Linked DNA regions of Mus musculus: all the other regions are linked to region 1. Evidence: chromatin contacts called from public Hi-C, HiChIP or PLAC-seq and promoter capture Hi-C data. All regions are on one chromosome and are shown on one strand. The core of a region is the stretch at or near the end of the contact, and the rest is flanking DNA. Distances in the headings are between cores, read along the strand shown. Region 1 holds the start of Zswim6 (zinc finger SWIM-type containing 6). Region 2 has its middle 62 kb from the start of AI197445. Region 3 has its middle 20 kb from the start of AI197445. Region 4 has its middle 13 kb from the start of Depdc1b. Region 5 has its middle 15 kb from the start of AI197445. Region 6 overlaps Gm32004 (a long non-coding RNA gene). Region 7 overlaps Gm31920 (a long non-coding RNA gene).

Region 1 (2,968 bases), core at 211-2,710:
TGCGGACGCCGGCCGCGGGTCACAGCGTCGGCGGTGCTGCCCGCTCCCTCAGCACCGCGCCCGAACCCCGGGCTCAGGCAGAAGTCGGGCGGCGGGGTGCCTCACGGGACGGAGAAGCGAGAGCGGCGCCCCTCAGCGGCCCGGCCGGCCGTCACTGCCGGCCGGGGTGGCTCGGGGACCCGGACGCGGACGCCGCGGAGCTCGTTGCAGACACCTTAAAGCAGCCTGAGTACGAGGGGCCGGCCGGCTAGCCGGCCGGCCGTCGGAGCCCCGAGCGGAGCGGTGGCCGAGCGGGGTTGAAGGGATCGCCACCACCCCACCTCGGACCGCGGGGCGCGGAGCAGCGCCAGAAGAAAGGACGCGAGCCGGGCAGTGCAGAGCGAGCGCCCCGGTCGGCATTGTCTGCGGCCCGCGCCCCCTCCCCCGCGCCGCACGCCCCAGCCCGAGCCCCGCGGCCACCCGCGCCTTTGTCCACGCCCGCCCCGCACACCCGCACTCAGCCTGCCGGACAGACGACCGGGACGCCGACACCCACCACCCCGCCACCGAGGGGCGCGTCCTTGCTGATTCATTTCCCACTCGCGCTAGCCCGTCCGGGGAGACGGGGGCGGGGACCAGCGGGAGGAAATGGGCGCTCCGCTCCGGGGACCGTCCGAGTCGCCCGCTGCTGCACCGCGCGCGCCCGACCCGAGGCGGCCCAGGGGATCGGAGGGGAGACCCTGCCCTCCCCCACCCCCGAGGGACAGGAGGACAGACCGAAGGACCGACGGCCCGCGGCAGCCCCGTGACTCACCGACTTGCAGGACGTTGTCTACGCAGCCACTCTCCAGCAGCGCGATACCCCGGCGGAAGGGCAGCCGCGTCTCGTCGCCGCCGTCCGCAGCGCTGGCCGCCCCCACCGACGGGGTCCCGGTGCCCGCGGCGACGGCGGCGGCGGCGGCTGAGGTGGCGGCCGGCGAGGATGAGGAGCCGCCGCGCCGCCGCGCCGCGCCCGTGCTGCCGCCCGCCGCCGCCGCCGCTGTCGTCGCCGGGGCCGCCCGCGGAGCCGCCGCCGGTGTTGAAGGACGAGTACATGCAGATCTCCCGCTCACTGCGGGGAAAGGACCAGTAGACGATGCGGCGCTGCACCGGCTCCGGGATGCGCTCGAAGCGCTCCTCCACGCGCTGGAACGGCCACTTCTCCGCCACCCTGCGCGCTGCGATGTCCAGCAGAGACTCGGGGCTTTGGGTCTTGCCCGGCGGCAGCAGCCCCAGTGCCGCGCCGCCCCCGCACGCCGCCGCCGCCGCCGCACCGCCCGCCCGCGGGCCGGGCCGACAGGCAGAGCTGTAGCCGCCACCCGCGCCGCCGCCGCTGCTGCCCCCACCACCGCCGCCGCCGCCGCCGCCGCCGCCCGGCCGGCAGCAGAGCCGTTTCGCGGGAGGAGGCTGCTGTCCGCGCTCCGCCATGACCGCGCCGCTTCTAACCCGACAGCGGAAGTGCCGGGACCCTATAAACGGCACAAGGAAGCGCGACACGCACACGCCGTGGCGACGCCACGCTGCCATCTAGGGCCCGCCGCTCCTTGTAGGGGCACGGGAGGTGTGGCCTAGGCCGTGACGACATCGCCGAGGAGGAGCGCCGATAGGGAGAACCTAGGGGAGGGGGCGGGGCCTATGCAAATCACTGGGCTGAAACATAAATAGAGCGCTCCGTGGACACGGGGGTGGCGGGGGCACCCGGGTTGGGTGCCCGGTGGGCTGTGAGAATGTCAGGCTGCTGTGACGCGGGAGGCGGGGCTCAGGCGGGGTTTCCGCGGGAGGGGTCGGGCCGTCTGCCAAGGGGAAGGGTGGGTGGGTCTCTGCGCCCCCTGTCTACTCAACTTAGCCCTCCAGCGCCCTGCCTCCTTTTGATGTCCGCCGAGCGTGGACGCTCCTCGTGGGTCGCCGCGGGGCGGGGAGGGGGGAGGGTTCCGGACTAAATGGAGGGCGGGCCGACTGCTCGATGCCCCACCCCCCAGTCAGCCGGCCCCGCGGGGAAAAGCCTCTGGGCGGAGGAGGCGCTTTCAAAACAAAGAAATGCTGCGTGAAGCCCCGGGGACGCGGCCGAGAGGAAGGCGGGGGAGGCGCGGCCCAGGCCGCCTGCTTTCCTTCCAACCCGGCGAAGCGAACTTCCCCCACCCTCGGCCGTGGCTGCGGCGCAGGGGGGAAAGGGAGGAGGGCTGAGCTCAGCCACTGTTTTCCACTTCACTTTTCGCCGACCCAGGTGGGGAAGGGGCGCGGCTGCCCCGCGTAACTGCAGCGCACCCAGCCCTGAGCCCCGGGTTCGCTCCGGCCCGGTGACACGCCAGGGAGCCGAGTCGATCGAGCGCCCGGACACGCGCAGCGCTCGGATGCTGCCCCGCAGCCGCTGGACGCGCGTCCCGAGCCGGCCGCGCCGCCCTGCCCCGCCCCGCCCTCGCACTCTTTCAGTCCTTCGGGCCAAGAAGCCGGCCCGCCCGGCTTCACCCCAGAGCCCCAGTCGCCCTCTGCCGCGACCTGCTGCAGACCCAGGGGGTCGGGCCGCTCACTTAGAGCGCACACACGGGCAGAGAGGATCGCGCAAACTCTCCAACGCGAGACGGTTGTCGCTCACGGCCGCCCGGTGGCGGACAACAGCCGCGGGCGCTCTGGAATCTGCGGCGGGGCTGAGACCTGGAGTCCTTGGCGCTCCGGACGCGCGCTGCGCTCCCTGCAGCATTGGCGGCGCCCGACCGGCGGGTCCTCCCCGCTGCAGGGCAGCAGGAGAGCGAGCAGCGCTGGGAGACGGTGCCCGGGCGCCAGCGGAGGCGGAGAAACGAGTCCCCGTCTGAACCGGGAACCCTGCGGACATTGTTCTTCGCACTCTGCAGAGCTTGGTTAGATCTCAGCCAAGCCGCAGGCTTAATGACCACGTTAGACACTCTGACTTCTTGCTCCACCTTCTGTTTTTACTGTAAACAGTGTTAGAGAT
Region 2 (2,968 bases), core at 172-2,671, 480 kb before region 1:
AACAGCAGTGAGCGTGTGATGAAATAAAAAGCATTAAGGCTGTGAAAATGGCCTGTGGCAGAGAGAGTTGGAAGAAAAATAAACAAGGCTTCTTTGTGTAAATAAGCCAACAGCAGAAAACAGAATCGATGACTAAAGAAGAAAAAGTATTGAACTGAGGCCATTTCCCCATCTCATGCCTCCCGCTAGTCAACGGCAGCATATCCTTGTTATTGCAAGATGACCTCTGCTCTTAATATTGGTGAGTTATTAGTATATCTCTGTGACATCTATCTATATGAGGGGATAGAGAAAAACCAAGGGTTCTTAAAACATGATAGGCACAGGAAGGACAGCGGTCTGTTCTGGTGCAGGTCCTAACCCAAGAGGTCAGGTCTGAACTTTGGCTTGTCCACTAAGATTCCAGACCAAACAGTATTTATTGTTGGACTTCACCCGTGGTGTGAAGCATCCCAGGTTCAAATCCACCTGTATCAGTTAAAGCTGTGTAAACCAGGGGCACATCTTAACCACTCTGCTTTCTCCTCTGTATGATGAAGGCACTCCCCAGCAGTGTTGTGACAATTATGTGTATGCCATGTACTTAGTCTAGCACCCAGCACATAGGAGGCGTTGCATGTTCCTCAAGGTGTATGTAGATTCCTTTGTCTGGGACAGCTGGTCTACCAGTCTTGAACCACGTTGATTAGATTTTTTGTTCTGTGTTCAAGCTCCCTCTAGTCCCAGCCTGTACTTCTGATAGCAGCCACTGGTTCTGCTAGTGGTGCTAATTAAGGAAGCTCATTCAGAGCTACACACTGCCTTGGCAAAAGAAAAGCCACTGAGAGTGTGTCAAAGAGAAATTAACCGTTTGATAAGCCTCACCTAGTAGAAATGTCACAGGTTCAGTCCCGTGGGGTGACACAGATATTTCTACATGCAGAGGTGATGCTCGGATGGTACTCAGACAGAGCATTTGAAAGGATTTCCAGTCTAATCCAGGGGCTCTGTTGACAGCTAGGAGAGCTGCACCAATGTGCCCTTCTCTCCACAGCAGCCAGGCTCTGGCTCAGCCCCAGCAGCCAGTGAATAGATGCTCAGAAATTGTTTGTATCTGGCCCCTTTATCTGCCTCCAGCCCTGGTGTGTATGTCCTAATTGGTCCTCTGGATCCAGCCCTCTTTGGCCTGTCAGCTAAGCTCTGTGTACACAGCTCACTTTCATCTTCCTGTTGCTTGGTGTGTTGCTCTGCTCTTCCTGTTTTCTAATGTTAAAATGCCAGCTTGTAGAGCTTGGATGGTCTTCATGCCATTTCTGCATCCCCGTTAGTAGCTGTATTAGAAAAACAGCTGTTAATCTCAATTAGGTTTTGATTGCTAATTAGCAGCTACCTGACAGGATCAAGCAGCCCCCTTTCCCATCCCGTCAGCTATTTCTCATGCAACTGGTACATTTGGTTTCCATGAGAACCGTTTAGCTAACTGCCTCCTCAGCCAACACTGAACTGTCTTCTGCAGTTTTGATAATCTCTCTCTCGGACACAGTGAGTGAGGTTCCTTGTCTCCTTCCTGCCTTCTTGACTTTCTGTATTTTATAATTCATTCCCGATGAAAGCCATTCTAAAGGTACTGTCACCACAAGCCCATTTGGGACAAGGCGATCCAAATGATTAGTAAGTCTATTTTCAGATTTGGAATTTATGGCTTAAACTTCATCTGTCTATAATATGTGCTTCTGCCGGGACCCTCTTTACCTATAGGAGGAGTTGGCAAGTGATTTTGTGGGGGCCAAACATGGCTGGCTGCCTTTTTAAATCAACAGAGCTTTATTGAAATATAAGCCCATAGTGTCACATGCTGCCTGGGATGTGGCTGTAACCAATTTCAGCAGCAGTCATATCTGAGACTCTGTGGCTTATAAAGCCTGAAATATTTACTTTTTTATAGAAGAAGCTTACCAACGCCTGACCTTCATATTCTCAGAATATGGTTTCCTGGAAAGGCACCAAAAATGTCACTTGGGAACTTGTTGAGACTTGACAGTCCCAGACCCCACACTAGGGATAGGGAGTCAGAAACTCAGAGGGCAGAATCCAGTATTCTGAGTGTTTAAACATTCTTATTAAAAAATATTAAATTGACAAAAAAATCATATATATTTATTTATATTATGATTATTTGATATGTGTATGCATTGTATAATCATCATTGTAATTAGGGTGATTAATGTTCATTGCCAATTTTGCCAAACACCAAGAGTCCCAGATCTTGCTCATCATATAGCTGAGAGTCCATACTCTAATTTTAAGGATCCAATTTTAAAGGTCATACTCAAAGTTTAAAGATCAAGGCATACTGATTTGACAAGTGCACACATGTTTTTTGGTTTTGGGTTTTTTTTCCTTTTTTCTTATAATTTTTCTTTTTCATATTACATCCCAGTCCGAGCCCCCTCCCTCTTTTCTTCCCAGCCCTGTCCTTGCAAATCCCTTTCCTTCTCCTGAGAGTAGAGGAAGCTTCCCTTGGGCACTGCCCCACCCTGGGACATATAGTTCAAGCAAGACTAGACACCTCCCACTGAGGCCCAACCAGGCAGTCCAAGTAGGGGAAGGTGATCCAATGGCAGGCAACAGAATCAGAGACAGTCCCGAGGACATACATTTTTTATGATGATTCTTAAAATAAAATTCACATCCATTACAATTCACATTATACCATATGACTAACAGGTTGTATCCTCTGGTCAACATTTTCAATAATCTAGATATATATCACTGTGAATGTGTGTGTATATGTAACTGTGTATGTGGTATATGCTTTCGTGTGCATATGTATGTATTGGTGAGTGTCCTTGCCTGGTGTGTGTGTGTGCATGTATGCAAAACTGACTTTGAATGTCTTGCCTTTCCCCACCACCACTCAGGGATTAAAATCCTCTACTGCACTCTGCTTTCTATGTGGGTCCTGGCACTCTAAATTCACCTCCTCATG
Region 3 (2,968 bases), core at 217-2,716, 440 kb before region 1:
TACTTGTCAATAAGTACAAATAAGGCCATCTTGATTCTCAAGTTTTAATGTCTCTATAGACCCAGCTCCCATTTTTATTCCTTCTCTTAAATATTTGTATTCCCAGGAGTCCTTGCCTGTGCCCAGGGATAGGTCCTGGCTCCTGAATGTTCCCTGAGAAGCCACATGTCCCCAAGGCTGGCAGTTCCCCTGGAAGTTCTGTGGGCTGAGCTTCTGTTCCTATTGTACCTGTGTCACGAGGCTCTGGAAAATCTGTTCTAAACATTAATGTAACCACAATGCCATCAATGGCCTTCAAATCCAGCCGTTTCTATAGCTCTCACCACCCTCTGGAATGAAAAGGAAAGCCTATTCCTCATTGTCCTCAGGTCGAGTCCCATAGAAAATTGCTCAAAGTCCTGTATGCCCAATATTGAGTTACACATGCTGGTGATTCTTACATAGATTTTTTCGGTGAAGATCTGCCCACACATCCTGAGTCAAGGGTAGGATGATCAACCATCTCAGTTTCCTGGAACATTTGTGGTGTCAGCACTGAATTTTTCCAATCACAGGCACAGTGTGTGCCTATACTCCCAGTGCCGGCTTTCCAGAACCTATTGACAGGTCAGCTAGTCCAGTTGAGTTGATGAACTCCAGGTTCAATGAAAGACCCTGTCTTGAAAAGTTAATATAGAGTGACTGAGAAAGAAACAGATATTAGCCACTGGCCTGTGCACTTATGCACACACACATGCAAACACATAACACACTTAAAGATGAATGAAAGAATAAGGCTTTCAGACATTTCATTTTCAAGGGAGCTCTTCAGCTCCTTTGTTAGCCTGGTGTTAACCTCCTCTAAACCAGGAGTATGGGAGGATAGATATTGCTTGGTCCTGTTCATTAAACTTTGGAATCCTGTTAGTTTTATCTGAACAGTCCCACAATGAACATCCCTGTTCTTAACCCTCTGTGAATGAATGTGATTATTTCTTTTGTATAAATGCACCTAAATAGAACTGATTTTTGATATAATGCAAGTTTCCCATCAGAAAGTCTATCCCAGTATACTCACTGGGGCTTTAGTTTTTTTAACCAGGCAAATGCATCTAGAGTAAAAAGAACTTTGCCTTGCTACTAGGAGAACACACCAGAACATCCTTGCCAGAAGGACAGAAAGGACAGGATTGGAGGAATGGGACCAGCAGTTCAAGAGCTGCCAGAGAGGGCACGGAGCACCTTATGCTCAACGTGTTTTGGTTCCAATACAGCACATTCTCTTAGACTGTGCACGCCGTCCCTCCACACAGCATTTCCTGTCACATCCAAATTTTCTGCAGTCCTCAGCCAAGGCATCGGCACTTGGAAGAAAACAAGAGGCTGGGAAAATTCCACTCTGACTTCATGCCGTACCCTAGGCATAAATGCCAAGAAAGCAAGGTCCAGGTCACCACTTACAAAACGAAACTGTTGTCTAGTTAGTTGCAAGCTGCCTGAGATGAGATGGGGCTTCTACGTAAGAGGAAGTTCCAGAAACAACACGGGGGACTAATGAGGTAATTGGCATTATGTAACCTGCTCACCAGGCTTTCCAGCTGGCTGGACCCAGTTCCTAATGAAAAGCTGTCTTATCCTTCCCAGGACTGGGAGTAGGCAAAAGCAGGGAGCATGAAGCATACCAAATGATCTCACTACACTCAGCATTCTCAAAGCACACTCTGGGATGAAACCCAAAAGGCACGCAGGCAAAAGGCATGCGCATTGTGATGGTTAGCACTGACTGCCAAGTTGACAGGATTGAGAATCGCTTGAGTGACCAACCTCTAAGAATGTCTGTGAAAGAGGTTTTTGTTGCTGTTGCTGTTGTTGTTGTTGTTGTTGCTGTTGTTGTTGTTGTTGTTGTTGTTGTTGTTGTTTTTAATTGGGTTGAGTTGGGAAGACCCGCCCTAACTGTGGCATCACCACCCCAAGGCTGAGTAGAAATGAGAGAGTGTGCTGAGATTCAGTGTTGATCTCTCCCTGCTTCCTGACTAGACGCAACGATTAGACGCAACGATTAGACGCAACGATTAGACGCAACGATTAGACGCAACGATTAGTAACTCTATTGGCCCCTAGGACTTCCCCGTCTTGATGGACTCTACACTCAAACTGTGGGATGAAAGAAACCCTTCCCTCTTTAAGTTGCTTTCTTTGGATATTTTGTCACAGTAATAAGATGAGTTACTAATGCACTACCCTCACCATTTTTCAATTTCAGGTAAAGAAAGCATGATCATTTAAAATAGAGAGATGGCCAAGTTTGGGCAAATACTTTGGAACTATGCACATGCAATGTCCTAGCAATAGCCTGCTCTCGTTGGGCAGTACAGCTAGCAAACCAATGTCAATATTAGATCAGATATACATACCGAGCATGCTCAATAAATATCTACTTATGTGATCAACTCTCCAAACTAACAAAAAATAGCAGATCCAATTCCCTCAATGAGCCTACAGACCCCTGAGTATACAGGTCTGTCTAACAATAGTCCTGGCTGACCATGGTTTTCTAACCAAGAGGGTGAGCTGCTTGGGCCATCAGATTTGCAAAACTCCACGTGGGAAGACTGTGGCTGGGATAATGCTTTTAGGTGACTGCCTAGCTCTCCTCTACCTCACAGCGGAAATTTTCAGCATGACACTGGGTCTAGTTCCAGTGATTCTTATTATAGGTCCTGGTTTACTAGGACTTTAAAATTAGGAAACCGGGGTGGAGGGAGGGGGGAGATGGTTCCACAAGTAAAGGTTCTTGCCACCAAGCTTGATGGTCTGAGATTGAACTCTGGGACCTACGTGGTAGAAAGAGAGAATCGACTCCTACAGGCTGTTCTCTAAATTCCATATCCACACCACTGTTTCAGCATACCCCATTCTCCACCCCCAAACACAAACACAATTTTAAAATTGAAAATCAGAAATTAAACTATATTGCTTCCCAAGATCA
Region 4 (2,968 bases), core at 308-2,807, 410 kb after region 1:
TTTTTGTGAAATGATGCTCTCTCTCCTCCTCCCTCCTGCCCTCCAGCTACACCAAATATGTTTGCTATTCAGGGACCATTTGTGATGAAGCCTTTTAAAACCTAGATGATTTTAACCAGCTTGGTAGGTTTCTTTCAGAGCTGAGCTTAGATGCTGCGGCTCAGACAAATCATCCGCTAATCCAGGGACTTTAGCCTTTCATTCATTGTTTGTTTGCAGCCAGCACACTCTTAGAATGTGCCATCATTATACGTGGCGTGCACTGTAATTCGGCAGAGGCCAAACTTTAATCTTGTACCTTTAAGAGTAACTTAAGGAGGCCTTTGGTAGCTGGAGGACGATCCCTTATTATAACTGTTGCAGCCACAGGACAAGCTGTGGAGGGAAAGGCTGGGGTGGACAGACAAGCCTTCATACACAGTGAAGTAGTAGGGGCAAGGGTCAGAGGACCCGGTCAAGGCAGCAGAGAAAGTGTCTGAAGTAGAGGACCGGCTGTCTTTTCCCCTCTCTCTGTTCTTCCTCCTCCTCTGTCTTCATTCATTCTCATTGGCTTCTCTTTCCACCGCTGTGGCCTCACTTCTTGTGTGAATATATATGACTATGGGGGTCTCTTTATTTTCAGGGTTCACTAGCAACCAAATGTATGTCTAAACTCCAACTTCCTTTTATTAATTAGAAAAAAATTGTGTCGATACCGTGTATTTGTGCAGTGTAAGTGTACATGTGTGTGTGTGCGCACAGGTGCTCATGCTTGCATATGTGTGGAGGGCAGAGAAAGTTGAGTGTCTGCCCCATTTATCACTCTCTGCCTTATTTCTTTGAGACAGAGTATCTCAATGGACCTGGAACTAGGCTGATAGCAAGCCACAAAGATCCTCCGGATTCTGACCCTGCCACCCTGTCACCCCCCCCACCCCCCGGTCCCCCAGTGCTGGGTGTATAGACAACACTATGATGCTCAGCTTTTTCTGTGATGATTCGGGATTTGAACTCAGATCGGCAGATTTGCATGGCAAGCATGCTTACCGAGGAATTCATCTCACCAGCTCTAAATTCCAGCCTTTTCTGGCCTTTGTTATTCCAACATCAGAGCTGATGACTTTGGTGAATTTTCGAATAGCAGAACAGCGTATACGTTGCTTACAGAATACATAGGCATGCAAAGCAGAGAACTGTGAGGTCACCATGCACCAGCGTACAGCATGCAGAGGCACACAATGAGCACAGGATGGCGAGGTCATTATGCACCCGCAATTGTAGGTGTTTGGGTGAGGTCACTTACAAACTGGGGAAGAGCTTATACTTGACTTCCAGGGCGAGAGTTTCATTGAGGTTAGAAATGTGTGCTTGTCATAAGTATCTGAAACTCTGTTAGTAATAGTCAAAACCACAAACCAGCTATGGAATCTAGGTATGTCTGTGTATAGAATTTGTAAAACTGGATCATAAGCTACCTTGGTGGTTTGGGGCATAATGAAATCTGTATCCCTTCATATTCTTTCTTGTTTACACAGACATCTCCAGTTTCCTTGTGGCTTGTGGCTCAGTCTTTCTGCCAGCCTTGCAGTGACTTTGAAGCCACATTTGATCCCTCACTGCCACCCCACCCCCCACATCCCTTATAGCTAGTCACACATTAAATATTGACATTCTTTTTATACTTACTGTCCTGTTGTGGCTATACCAGGCAAACACTTGAGAGTTTTGTCTATAAAATGTGTATGAGTTTTCTATTGTTATACAAGAAGGGACACAAGCCTAATGGATTGTATACAACACTTAAAGGCTCACAGCTTTCAGATCACAGTGATCTGACCTGGTGTGGCTACCTCTGCTGAGAGTCTCAGGTGTCAAGAATGGAAATCAAGGTATTAACCAGGCAGAGATTGGCGGAGAAAGTAGTCAAAACCATAAACCAGTTATGGGATCTAGAGGCCTCTGGGTATAGAATTCACAACATTGAATCATAAATTACCTTGGTGATTTTGAGCATAATGAAGTCTGTATCCCTTTGCATTCTTCCTTGTTTGTACAGACATCTCCTGTTTCCCCTGTGGCTTGTGGCTCAGTCTATCTGCTTGTGAGTCATTTAGGTTTGTAGAACCCAGTTCTGCAATAAATCTCTGACGTTAGCTCTAAGACCAACTGGAGTGGACTGGCTCATGGGGCTCATGTGATGAAGCCAGCCTTATCTGGGGTCCTGTTATAGCTCTAGTATGGTAGATAATGGATTGGGGACTTTAGCTGTATGTGCAAAATGCCTCAGCACAATACCTAGTGTGGTGTTTGGTAATCACTGAAAGGTCTGTGTGCTTCAAATTGAGAACTACAGCTCATCTCATGGAGCAGCTTGACTGCGTCAAAGGATACCCAGGTCAACATTATTCTGAGTGATGTGTGTGTGTGTGTGTGTGTGTGTGTATGTATGAGTGGCGTGTGTGCATGTGTATATTTGCACATGTGTGGGCATATGTGTGCATGCAGGTGCCTGTGTGCTTGTGAAGGCCTTACGTTGACATCAGGAATTTGCTTGGACTTTTCTTCCACTGGATTCTTTTGATGCAGGGTGCTGTGATCTGCACAGCTTAGGGACTGACCTAACTGTGGCCAAGGGGGAATGAACAAACAGCAGACACACATACAGAAAAGCTGCAATCCCGCGGGCCATGTGCTCTGATAGAGAAATACCAGAAATAGCCTGAAACCTCAGCACATGTGTTTCATAAGCTGAATCAAAGGAGCAGGTGTATTCTATATACACAAATGAAGAGGCAGGTTTCTTATATACAGCTGACCAAGGAGATGGGTTTAGCTCATCTCAGTAGGGTGGGTCTCTGCAGGGAAGTGGTCTCAGGCTATAAACACCTCGGAGAAGGAAGTTCTGCTTGACATTTTTCTGTACACAATGCCAGTATCTGTACATGGCCCCAAGACTTAGTCAGTCCCATGAGTTTGGAGTCCTTGATGG
Region 5 (2,968 bases), core at 174-2,673, 410 kb before region 1:
CAGGTCCCAGACGTTTGCCGAGACCTTACAGAGCAGAAAGGCCCTGAGTCCTGGGCTGAGACCATCTAAAGGTGAACAGGGCCCTGACTGGGCTGGCCACAGTTATATAATGTCATGGGGGAAGGGGAGACTGTGCCTTCACAGGTGAGAAGAGTGTGACTGGCACTCTGACTTAGACCCCAAACAACAATGGCACAGTAGGGAAGCTCACAGACTGATGCTGGCAAGTCTCCCTTTGTCTCCTTCATCTTCCTCCATGGGAGCAGAGCCCTTAGTTTTCACCTTTCTTCTCTTACCTCTAGACCTCAGAGGACACTCTCCCTATCTTATTATTATGACTTTAATGTGGTAGGTATGCTGTAGCTTAGAAAAGTCCAACATAATAAATACCGATCTTATCATACACACAAACACACACACACACACACACACACACACACACACACGGATGGTAACTTGCTTTTTTAAAAAAAAAAACGGTTCCTTGCCCCATAAAATGAATTCAACTTTGGTCTCCCTAAAATAGCCCACTCCCTTGGTGCATGTTAAATATAATTCAATTTACAAAAATTCGATTTGCATATAACCTTTTCTGCAGCACATCCATTGTGCAAAGCAATGTACACTTGTAATTGGCTGCAAATTGCCAGGAGACCACGCTTGCACATATTGTTCCTAGATGTGCAATTTTTTTTTCTTAGTCTCCATGGGATAAGGGGGGTGGAGCGGCTGAAATTCCAGTTGTTCATCTGATCCCATTGGCTATGCTGAGGAGGGAGGTTTGTCAATTATTCGGAGGCTGCACGTGCTAGTGCAAATCAATGCGGTGCATTTAGAAATGGGAAATAGGGAGAGGCTAGGCCACTGAGCCTGGACTGCCTGGCTGCGGTTGGTGACAACTGAGGATGCCGGCAAGCCCTCTTTATCTCAGTGCCTGACAGGTATCAGGAGGAGAAATGAAGCAGAGGACAACTCACAGTAGTGGCTGGGCTATCAGTCGTCCCCCATGAGATGAAAACAGCAGAGCTGAGTCCAGTGACCTGGGCCATGTGGATAAAGAGAATGAGCCCCAGCTGCACCAGTAGCTCCAGTGTCCTGCCCTGGGAGCCTTCTGGCCACAGGAATGTAGCCAAGGCATTTAGCAAAGAGCAGGACGAAAGTGTGTGTGGGAGGGAGTGGGGGACATTTTCTCACGCATCGGCGTAAGAGGCACAAGTGGCATCTTTTTGCAGCAAATTAAATTAAACTAGATTATTGCCGATGATGCCAAGTCGCATTTAAAACCCTTTCCAACCTGAATATTAAAAACCCTGCCTGGCACATCCTGCTCTCCTTTCAGAGATAAAGCTCAACTCGCACACAGGCTGCTGCCTTGCCTCACTGAGCCTCACTCCCCGCCTCTTCTGATTAGGCCTCTCTCCCGTCTCCCCTGGGATTTCATCTGGGAGGCTAACAGCACTGGTTCCCCAGGCTAGCCTGCAGGGTGTGTCAGATACCTGGGGAAGAGTCAGGCCCCTCCCTCTAGAGACCTGGGCTGTACCGCCAGAGCTTGGAAGATGTTCTGAAAGGAGCCTAGAGATGCCTACCTAGACCTCATTTTCTTGGTACTTTTTTTTTTTTTTTGCTGGAGGGAAAAGCTCCTTAGGCCCCCATGTAGCTGAGAAGTCTCTCACACTGCAAGTTCAACTCCCTGAAGGCAGTGCTTGGCTCCTTCTGGTTTTAAGGTAGGTGTTATAAATTGCCTGCCATAAACTCCCTGGAAGCAGATGAGGTACCACATCAGCTAATAAGCAACAATGACTTGACAACTGGAGTTTCTGCTCAACCAAGTAAGAACACTGAAAACTCACAAAGCTGTGCTTGTGGTAGCTGCTTTAAAGTTCTATTTTTATTTATTTTATTTATTTTTATTATTTCTGGAGGGGTTGTTTTGTTTTGCTTTGCTGTGGGGACCAAGTCTCATTCTGTAGCCTAGACCGACCTAAAATGCATTATGCAGCTGTGGCCTTAAACTCAGGGCAATCCCTCTGTTGCAAACTCCCACGTGTTGAGAATTATAGGCATGAGACACTATACCTGAGTCCCTGGGAAAACTCATCTCAGCCCACTTCCAACATAAAATTGTTTATCTGGGCAAATCTCCTTTTTCTTTTTTAGTGTGGTAGGGCACCATACGACTCTGAGCCATTGGCACAGGAGTCCTCACACTGGTGCCCTTAGAGGCAGATCACACATTGCACTGGGCAGTGCTGGCCCTGGGAAGAATGGGGCTAACATGTTTTTAATTAAGTTTGATTTCAAGGGAAGGAAATGGCTTTGTGAGCAAGCCCACTCAGTTCTTATACATGGTTAGCTCCTGTGCTCAGCGCTATCCTGGACAATACACACAGGCTCTAAGTAATTGCCCCGCTCTGACTCACAGGCTGAGAGTGGAAATGAAATCACAGGATGAGCTGGCAGTGCCCAGTCCCTTGTTGTCAGAGTAAATGGGAAGTCCCCTTCCCTGTCACCAGTGCTGCTGATACATGGGCATGACCAACAGCTGGGCAGGACAGGTCAACAAGGGCAACCTGTAAAACTAACAGAAGGCCAGAGCCACTGCCTGGTGGCCTGCATGGGCCCTTTGTGTGAAGGGCTGGAAGTACTAAGCCCTGGCAGATGCAGGCATCCTGAGCCCCTCTCAGAAGACGCTCCTGTACTCTTTCTATTCACATCCAAGCCATGTTGCTGAGACAGTAAGTGGCTGCGGAGGAGGCTGAAGTAGATGAGGTTGTGCGTGTCCCTTCTGTTCTCGGGAAATATCAGTAGGGAATAGGAGAATAAGGGATAAGTCATGGTTTCTACAGAGACAGTTATTTCCTATGCTTGCTTCTCCTTTCATATGTACCAGTATATTCAACAAAGCCTGCAAGACCTAAGTGGAAGGACCTGACCCAGCAGAGGCCACTGTATCACGAAGCAACAGTGA
Region 6 (2,968 bases), core at 291-2,790, 340 kb before region 1:
CTGCTCTGTGTTTGGTGCTATGCTATGCTTTGACAGTTGCCAGGATGAACATGGCATGCCGTTTCATTACAGGGTGGTTCCAGCCAGGGACGTCAGCTTTTGTCACTGTCCCATAGCTTTCTCCTGTTCACCTTTCACCCTCCTGTACCTCGAGTCACCAACTAGACTGGCCGTCATTCCTGACTCTTCATTTCTCTTGGTTGCTATTACTCTATTTTCTTAACATATGAGCTATTTTTCCTATTTAAATTTTAACTTTTGGATATCTGAGATAGATCCTTATAAAGCGTGTGTTAAATGGATGGCTGTCTTCTTATTTTCTGATGTAACCGGGTTGCACCTTAGAACGGTAAGGAGTTGAGAAATTTCAAGGGCCTAACGGTAAGGAGTTGAGAAATTTCAAGGGCCTATAAATCTCACCTGCCATGTTAACTATTTTGTGTCACTACATAATGTATCAGCTTGGAGGACATTTGTTTTAGGAGATAAACAAGCATAATAAGGAGTGTCTTCCTTGTGACGTATCTCTGTGGGCTTCACCTTGGAGCCCTGAACTTTGACTGAGAGTTCACCTGCATCTGGACTACATGGACAAGCATGGGTCTCAGTCATATTTGCAAATATCTAAGTCGGGAGGATACAACTGGAGCCGCAAGAGGGTGCAGGGAGCCTTCTCAGCAGAAACTGAACTGGACACAGGCAGATGTTCCTTTGAACTGAATATGGTACTGAGCGCTGCTAAACTGTCAGTTCAAGGACTGCCTCTATCATCTCCAAGGAAAGCTGGTTCTGTCCCTTCTTGTCATAATTCTCCACAATCTGCCCAGAGTTTGGATTCTGCCTCTCCCACTGCCCCCCACAGCCCTGTCGTGCCTGCAGTGGTCAGAAAGACCATGCCTTTCTGGCCATGTGGAGCCCACACTCTACGGACCATTGTTTCATGGGGCCACACTGTCATCCCCAAAGACGTCCTATTAGGACACTTTGTCAACAGCTGTGGGAGGCTTCCCATCCTATGAAAGGAGGGATGGGAACAGTCTTTGCACACATCGGTGTATAGGTCATTCCAACAGTCCAACAATACCTGATTATTCAAGAGACTCCAATTCATTTCCCTCCGCTCCTCCTCCACGGTTACTCTTGATAGAAACCTAATTTGCAGAAAAATAGCCCCTGCCAGCTAACTTCTTCTCCGGAAAGCATGCTGCTGACCCTGGAACTCTTGTCTCAGCGAGTCCTCATTCTCCTTGTCAATGCCTCAGTCTTGAAAAGCAGTCTTCTCCGTTAAAAGCCTCCCTTGGCCCCCTTGGCACCTTGTTTGGAAGATGGTTTCTTTCCCTCCTATTCTTTGCTTCTCTTTTTAACATGTGTGCCAAAATTGGCACTTTCCTTTCTCAGCTCGCTCCCTTTCGGGTATTAATGCAGGCAGCAATGGAGAAATGTGAGCGATTTTTCCAGCTTCTGCACTCAGCCAGCCCATGGCTGATGGATTGAATGTAACATGCTCTCCCTTACATATCACTATTTAAGTGAAGCGCTTGGGCCGCCTGGTGATGTATGGTGTTATCCAAAGCGCCTGACACAAGCAGGGAGCCAAGGCAGGCTCCACCGTCCTCTGCAAAAATAACGGTGCTAATGGCATTTGGTGCAAATGAGACTCCTGGAGAACACACTGGGCTTGTTTATCTCCTTATTATTTCTCTTTGTCAAGCAGCCTTTCTCTTTCCTCTCTGGGGCTTCACAAGTGTGGCCTGCCAGGGTTATTGGGGGAGGGGGAGAAGGTCTCAAAGAGCTCAAGATTTTGTAACTAATATTGAACGCCAGGGAGAATGGAAGCCAAGGTCAGGTTAAGAATAAAGAAAATTGATTTGGAGGTCAGGGTCATGGGTGTGAAAGGCCCTGAACATTGCCAAAATATTTTCATCATCGCTGTTTTTGTTGTGGAAAAGAACAGAACCTATGTGAGGAGGCTAAGAGAAGAGAGAGAAACTGTCTTGGAGAAACCTGCAGAATCAGAATTTTGCATGATTCGTTGAGTTTATGTTTTCCTTGTTTCCTTGCCTCCCTTGTATGTGGCCAGATCTTGATAATTAAGCCCTTTCTTCCAACATGGAACCCTGGACTTGGGATGAACTATCTCTCTCTCTATCTCTCTCTCTCTCTCTCTCTCTCTCTCTCTCTCTCTCTCTCTCTCTCTCTCTCTCTCTCCATGCTGTTCCCTCTCTCTCTGCTGAAGCTTGAAGACAAATTCTTCCAGTTCTATTTGGGGGACTGAGCTATTTAATGCACCACTGTGGGTCTTTCTACTTCCCGCCCATGCCTACAATATATCTACCACACAGAGCTGTATATTTTAACGAACGCTCGTTATTATTGGATCTCTGACCCGATTTCATTGCTATATTCTGAAGCAGAAAACACGCCAGTGGCATGGAATTAGCAACACATTCTGCCAGTGTGTTAATTGTGCGAGAGCTGTTGGCAGGAGAATCTCCTAGCACAACACATCATTTATTTTTTATTTAAATTTGGTAGCAATGTTATATTGTGTTCAAGGAGAGGTGCCATGACATAAATCACTTGAGATTTACTGTACATTCGGGGGGTGGGGGGGAGAAAGAAAGAAAACCTCTGCTTCATGCAGCCGTGCAGAAGAAATTATGTAATTTTTTTTTTCACTTAGCAGGCAAGCTGCTCGAGCTAATTCCTAATTTTTTATAAAAAGTTGGCATTTCCCAGCAGTGGTTTGGGACATCCTCGGGCCCCAACACGGTATCTGAACGCAGTGGTAGCTGCACAGTAGCAAATCCCTTACTTTGATACCAGCAAATACACATAAAAAGCATAAAAATCAGCCAGGCGTGGTGGCGCACACCTTTAATCCCAGCACTTGGGAGGCAGAGGCAGTCGGATTTCTGAGTTCGAGGCCAGCCTGATCTACAGAGTGAGTTCCAGGACAGCCAGGGCT
Region 7 (2,968 bases), core at 231-2,730, 320 kb before region 1:
TTATTTTCTAAAAATAATTAAATCTTGGCTGAATATTTAAAACTGCAGGACATAGAGTATCTTTAATGACTTTAAAAGTTGACCAACCTTTTGACTTTATAATCATCAATACTAAGAACATATACATCACTATGTTAGATACAAAATGGTAGAATTGAGCCTTTCCAGATGTTTTGGGAAATTCTTTCCCAATTCCAAGTGAAAATTCATTTAATACCTTTCTGTGAAACTCTGGTCAGCCACTCAAACAGCTACTCTTAAAATCAAAGATTTTTAACCCAATACATTCTAAAGATATACTAATTTTATCTTTACATGAGGAATGAGAATAGGAACATATTGAAAGTCTTTATTTTTATAATTAATAATCATCTATAGGAACAGAAAGTTCTATATGTACAGTAAACAAACAAACAAAAGACCACCATAATTCATAGCATGACTTTAATCTGATCTGGGGCATTTCAGAAAGCATTGATTCCCATAGCATCGTGTGATATCATGTGCAGTACAAAATGCACATGTTTTATGTGCAGGATTAAGGCTGCAGCAAAGCCACAGGATGTGGTATAGGTTCGTGGGGCATTTGATTTTCAACTAATTTTTGTCATTACATATTCTGAAACCTTTGAGTCTTGCCAAATTTTCCATTGCTCACAGGGTCAGAGGCTGGAGACTAAATGGTCCTTTACTAAAAGCAGCTATAGAAGATGAGAAAAGTGAAAAAAAAAATGAAGGACCGACCATCACTGTGCACATTGAAAACATATACTTTGTTCTATGCATGATGCAGGGATCTCATACAAACACTAGGCAACCTCCTTTGAATGGTTACTAGGCACCTGCACAATTAGGAAAGGTGGTTGCATTCTTATTGCTTCAATGTGTATTGAATATTGGGTCAGAAACAAAGGGAGAGTGAAAAGGAATCAAATAAAAAGAGATTTGTTGAACGGGCATTTAATTGTTGTGTTTTCAACAAGCTTGTGGACATTACTCTGGGGTCTTTGGCTCACTGGTGACATATCGCTCAACATGTTCCACTGTTTGCGATAACTGATCATATTTCACTCTCAAATGAAAGACACAACTGACCAAAAAAAAAAATCTAGTTCTAATGCCTCTGGCTAAGAGGAAGCCAAGAAAGAGATGCAGGTAAGTTAGTTTCCAAGAAATGAAATAAAGAACACAGGGGATTGTGATACAACTCAAGCTTTAAAGAAGTCTTGGATCCCCATCTGTGCTTCCTCGCTTGCCTCTACGTGGTCTGAGAGCTTCTCTCACAACCTGCCCAGATGACTGCTTCTGGTCCAACACAGGCTACAGGTCATGATGTGCTTGACACCTTCTGTGTGTGTGTGTGTGTGTGTGTGTGTGTGTGTGTGTGTGTGTGTGTGTGTGGCTGCTCCATCCTCCCATCTGATTCACAGTAGGCAACTCTGCTAGTGCTTAAAGCAAGCAATGCTACCACCAGCAGATGCACACAGTATGAACTAGCACTGTTGCTGTAATGGAGACCATGAAAGTGAAAAGAATGTGCCATAGAGAGGAAGAGCAGAAAGAGACAAAGGAGGCGAGGTTGACTCTACTCTTTTCCCTCTTCGTCATGAGCACCAGGAATGATGATATGGCTGCCCAAAGGTGCACAATGTTGCTTCCTATAAAATTCCACACGGGCATTTTTGCGCTCAGCTCAGACCAGAAGAGCCGTGACCCTCAGGCTTTGGAGCTCTGAGAGCAGGCAGGAAAACCGTGTCACACAGCTCATGTTTTTCTGGCAGGTGGTTCCTTTTTGTTTCAGTTTCCTGTTCGACATACACCCGCCCCCCTTTCTCTCTCAGGGACCGACCCCTGTGTTTGCTGCTCAGTCCTTTATCAGGGCCATATCCTATCATTCTCTGCCCCTGACTTTGACTGTTTACCCATACTGCCTTGCCAACTGCCTTCCAAACAAGCTAGGTCACTGGGAAGCATCAGCAGGAAATGAGGAGACAAAGGAGAAAGGTCAGGGTATTTCTTCTTGCTTTCCTAGACCATAACTGTAACCCTTCAGTGCTGAGGCTTCTACGTGGGGTGCTCCACACAACAGCAGTCATCCCTCAAGTGCTGGAACTGTGTTTTTTACTTTCGTCCAGGAATATCCCTAGTGTCCAGAAGTCTTATCCCCGTGTTTAGCTCTCTCTCCCTTTCACAGCACTGTGTCCGCTGTTTCTTGCTGTATTCGTGAGTGAACCCAGACTCTTCTGTATTAAGCAGCTATTTACCAATTGCTCAGGCTGGCCTTGAACTCACTCTTTGTAACAGATTTTGAACTTCTGTCCAGTGCCACTGAGTGAGGATATAAGCTGTCTCTCAATTCACATTTTTCATTCCCGCCATCTGGACAATTCAGATCCCTGCCAGAGCCTTAGATGATATGTCTATGTGCCTGGGGAAATCCCTTTACCCCCAAGGCCCAGGGATAGCCCTGCACTCTCCCCCCCACCCCCACCCCCACACACTAATTTTGGTTAATCTGGTAGTACATGCTGAGTAACATAGTATCAAATTTACTGACATTAAGATAAGTAGTGGTCAAGACAATGTGATATTGCCTTATCTTAGAGCTCACATTGCATCTCCTATTGTTTCTTGGGAAGTGGGTGTCAGGGTGGAGGGAAGGGTGAACACACGTGTATTTGCGTGGGTGTGCCTATGCATACATGGAGATGGGTAGGGGGGTATTGGGAGTTTTCCTTCATCATGTTCTACCTTGTTTTTTTTTTTTTTTTTTTTTTGAGGCAAATCTTTTTACTGAACCTCACATTTTTTTTTTTTTTTTTGGCTAGGCTGGCAGACAGAAAATCTGTGTTCTCTCCGTGTCCCCTTCATCAATGCTGGGATAATAGGTATGCTTAGAAGCACACTTAGCTCTCACATAGATACTGGGTGGTATTCTAATCTTCACACTTACTCAACAAGAACTCTT

The links. Promoter capture Hi-C pulls out the DNA fragments that hold promoters and counts their contacts. Hi-C and Micro-C count contacts between places; a contact is called where the count stands out from the background. HiChIP or PLAC-seq counts read pairs in DNA pulled down with a chosen protein or histone mark.
Region 2: a contact with region 1 is called in a Hi-C map of forebrain, with 5 times the contacts expected there. The contact joins the enhancer-like site here to the promoter of Zswim6 in region 1. A contact is called at or near these places in 1 of 484 Hi-C or Micro-C datasets (forebrain) and 6 of 115 datasets of contacts at active chromatin or transcription factors (bone marrow-derived macrophages, craniofacial prominence, embryonic basal ganglia and 3 more).
Region 3: a promoter capture Hi-C map of hippocampal neurons shows a contact between it and region 1, with 9 times the contacts expected there. The contact joins the enhancer-like site here to the promoter of Zswim6 in region 1. A contact is called at or near these places in 14 of 39 promoter capture datasets (3T3-L1-derived adipocytes, the HPC-7 cell line, cranial neural crest and 9 more), 18 of 484 Hi-C or Micro-C datasets (3T3-L1-derived adipocytes, the AML12 cell line, the Patski cell line and 12 more), 14 of 115 datasets of contacts at active chromatin or transcription factors (SST interneurons, bone marrow-derived macrophages, craniofacial prominence and 10 more) and 1 of 9 other capture datasets (adipose tissue).
Region 4: a contact with region 1 is called in a FOXA1 HiChIP or PLAC-seq map of pancreatic cancer cells. The contact joins the enhancer-like site here to the promoter of Zswim6 in region 1. A contact is called at or near these places in 7 of 484 Hi-C or Micro-C datasets (CD4 T cells, CD8 T cells, Sertoli cells and 4 more) and 3 of 115 datasets of contacts at active chromatin or transcription factors (embryonic stem cells, memory CD8 T cells and pancreatic cancer cells).
Region 5: an H3K4me3 HiChIP or PLAC-seq map of bone marrow-derived macrophages shows a contact between it and region 1, with 5 times the contacts expected there. The contact joins the enhancer-like site here to the promoter of Zswim6 in region 1. A contact is called at or near these places in 16 of 39 promoter capture datasets (the 3T3-L1 cell line, 3T3-L1-derived adipocytes, the HPC-7 cell line and 11 more), 2 of 484 Hi-C or Micro-C datasets (cranial neural crest and embryonic stem cells), 12 of 115 datasets of contacts at active chromatin or transcription factors (bone marrow-derived macrophages, craniofacial prominence, embryonic basal ganglia and 7 more) and 1 of 9 other capture datasets (embryonic stem cells).
Region 6: an H3K4me3 HiChIP or PLAC-seq map of embryonic forebrain shows a contact between it and region 1, with 4 times the contacts expected there. The contact joins the enhancer-like site here to the promoter of Zswim6 in region 1. A contact is called at or near these places in 10 of 39 promoter capture datasets (the 3T3-L1 cell line, 3T3-L1-derived adipocytes, the HPC-7 cell line and 6 more), 2 of 484 Hi-C or Micro-C datasets (cerebral cortex and forebrain) and 10 of 115 datasets of contacts at active chromatin or transcription factors (CD8 T cells, craniofacial prominence, embryonic basal ganglia and 7 more).
Region 7: a promoter capture Hi-C map of hematopoietic stem and progenitor cells shows a contact between it and region 1, with 2.4 times the contacts expected there. The contact joins the enhancer-like site here to the promoter of Zswim6 in region 1. A contact is called at or near these places in 11 of 39 promoter capture datasets (the 3T3-L1 cell line, 3T3-L1-derived adipocytes, cranial neural crest and 5 more), 4 of 484 Hi-C or Micro-C datasets (B cells, Th1 cells and cerebral cortex), 12 of 115 datasets of contacts at active chromatin or transcription factors (CD8 T cells, bone marrow-derived macrophages, embryonic basal ganglia and 9 more) and 1 of 9 other capture datasets (embryonic stem cells).

What each region holds. Positions count from the first base shown.
Region 1 is chr13:107,888,604-107,891,571 of GRCm38.p6, forward strand. It overlaps Zswim6 (zinc finger SWIM-type containing 6), which reads right to left and starts at 1,461. Exons shown (of 18, transcript NM_145456.3): 1 at 1,001-1,461; 2 at 991-999; 3 at 983-988; 4 at 978-980; 5 at 794-975. The coding sequence starts at 1,446.
Region 2 is chr13:107,406,425-107,409,392 of GRCm38.p6, forward strand. No RefSeq gene overlaps it. Among named protein-coding and RNA genes, the nearest start is that of AI197445, 62 kb to the right of the region's middle. Within about 2 kb of position 1,422, at least 50 of the 459 cell types and tissues checked have an H3K27ac peak or open chromatin away from gene starts, as enhancers often do. A contact at or near this core is called in embryonic basal ganglia, embryonic forebrain and forebrain, where this site is marked.
Region 3 is chr13:107,448,410-107,451,377 of GRCm38.p6, forward strand. No RefSeq gene overlaps it. Among named protein-coding and RNA genes, the nearest start is that of AI197445, 20 kb to the right of the region's middle. Within about 2 kb of position 1,467, at least 83 of the 459 cell types and tissues checked have an H3K27ac peak or open chromatin away from gene starts, as enhancers often do. A contact at or near this core is called in SST interneurons, adipose tissue, cerebellar granule neurons and 11 more, where this site is marked.
Region 4 is chr13:108,301,909-108,304,876 of GRCm38.p6, forward strand. No RefSeq gene overlaps it. Among named protein-coding and RNA genes, the nearest start is that of Depdc1b, 13 kb to the right of the region's middle. Within about 2 kb of position 1,558, at least 54 of the 459 cell types and tissues checked have an H3K27ac peak or open chromatin away from gene starts, as enhancers often do. A contact at or near this core is called in CD8 T cells, memory CD8 T cells, pancreatic cancer cells and 1 more, where this site is marked.
Region 5 is chr13:107,483,383-107,486,350 of GRCm38.p6, forward strand. No RefSeq gene overlaps it. Among named protein-coding and RNA genes, the nearest start is that of AI197445, 15 kb to the left of the region's middle. Within about 2 kb of position 1,424, at least 65 of the 459 cell types and tissues checked have an H3K27ac peak or open chromatin away from gene starts, as enhancers often do. A contact at or near this core is called in the SN4741 cell line, bone marrow-derived macrophages and embryonic limb bud, where this site is marked.
Region 6 is chr13:107,544,876-107,547,843 of GRCm38.p6, forward strand. The region is part of intron 1 of Gm32004 (a long non-coding RNA gene); the gene reads right to left. The region is part of intron 2 of Gm31920 (a long non-coding RNA gene); the gene reads left to right. Among named protein-coding and RNA genes, the nearest start is that of Gm31920, 5.4 kb to the left of the region's middle. Within about 2 kb of position 1,541, at least 22 of the 459 cell types and tissues checked have an H3K27ac peak or open chromatin away from gene starts, as enhancers often do. A contact at or near this core is called in embryonic forebrain, forebrain and hippocampal neurons, where this site is marked.
Region 7 is chr13:107,567,066-107,570,033 of GRCm38.p6, forward strand. The region is part of intron 2 of Gm31920 (a long non-coding RNA gene); the gene reads left to right. Among named protein-coding and RNA genes, the nearest start is that of Gm32004, 3.2 kb to the left of the region's middle. Within about 2 kb of position 1,481, at least 34 of the 459 cell types and tissues checked have an H3K27ac peak or open chromatin away from gene starts, as enhancers often do. A contact at or near this core is called in CD8 T cells, Th1 cells, hematopoietic stem and progenitor cells and 1 more, where this site is marked.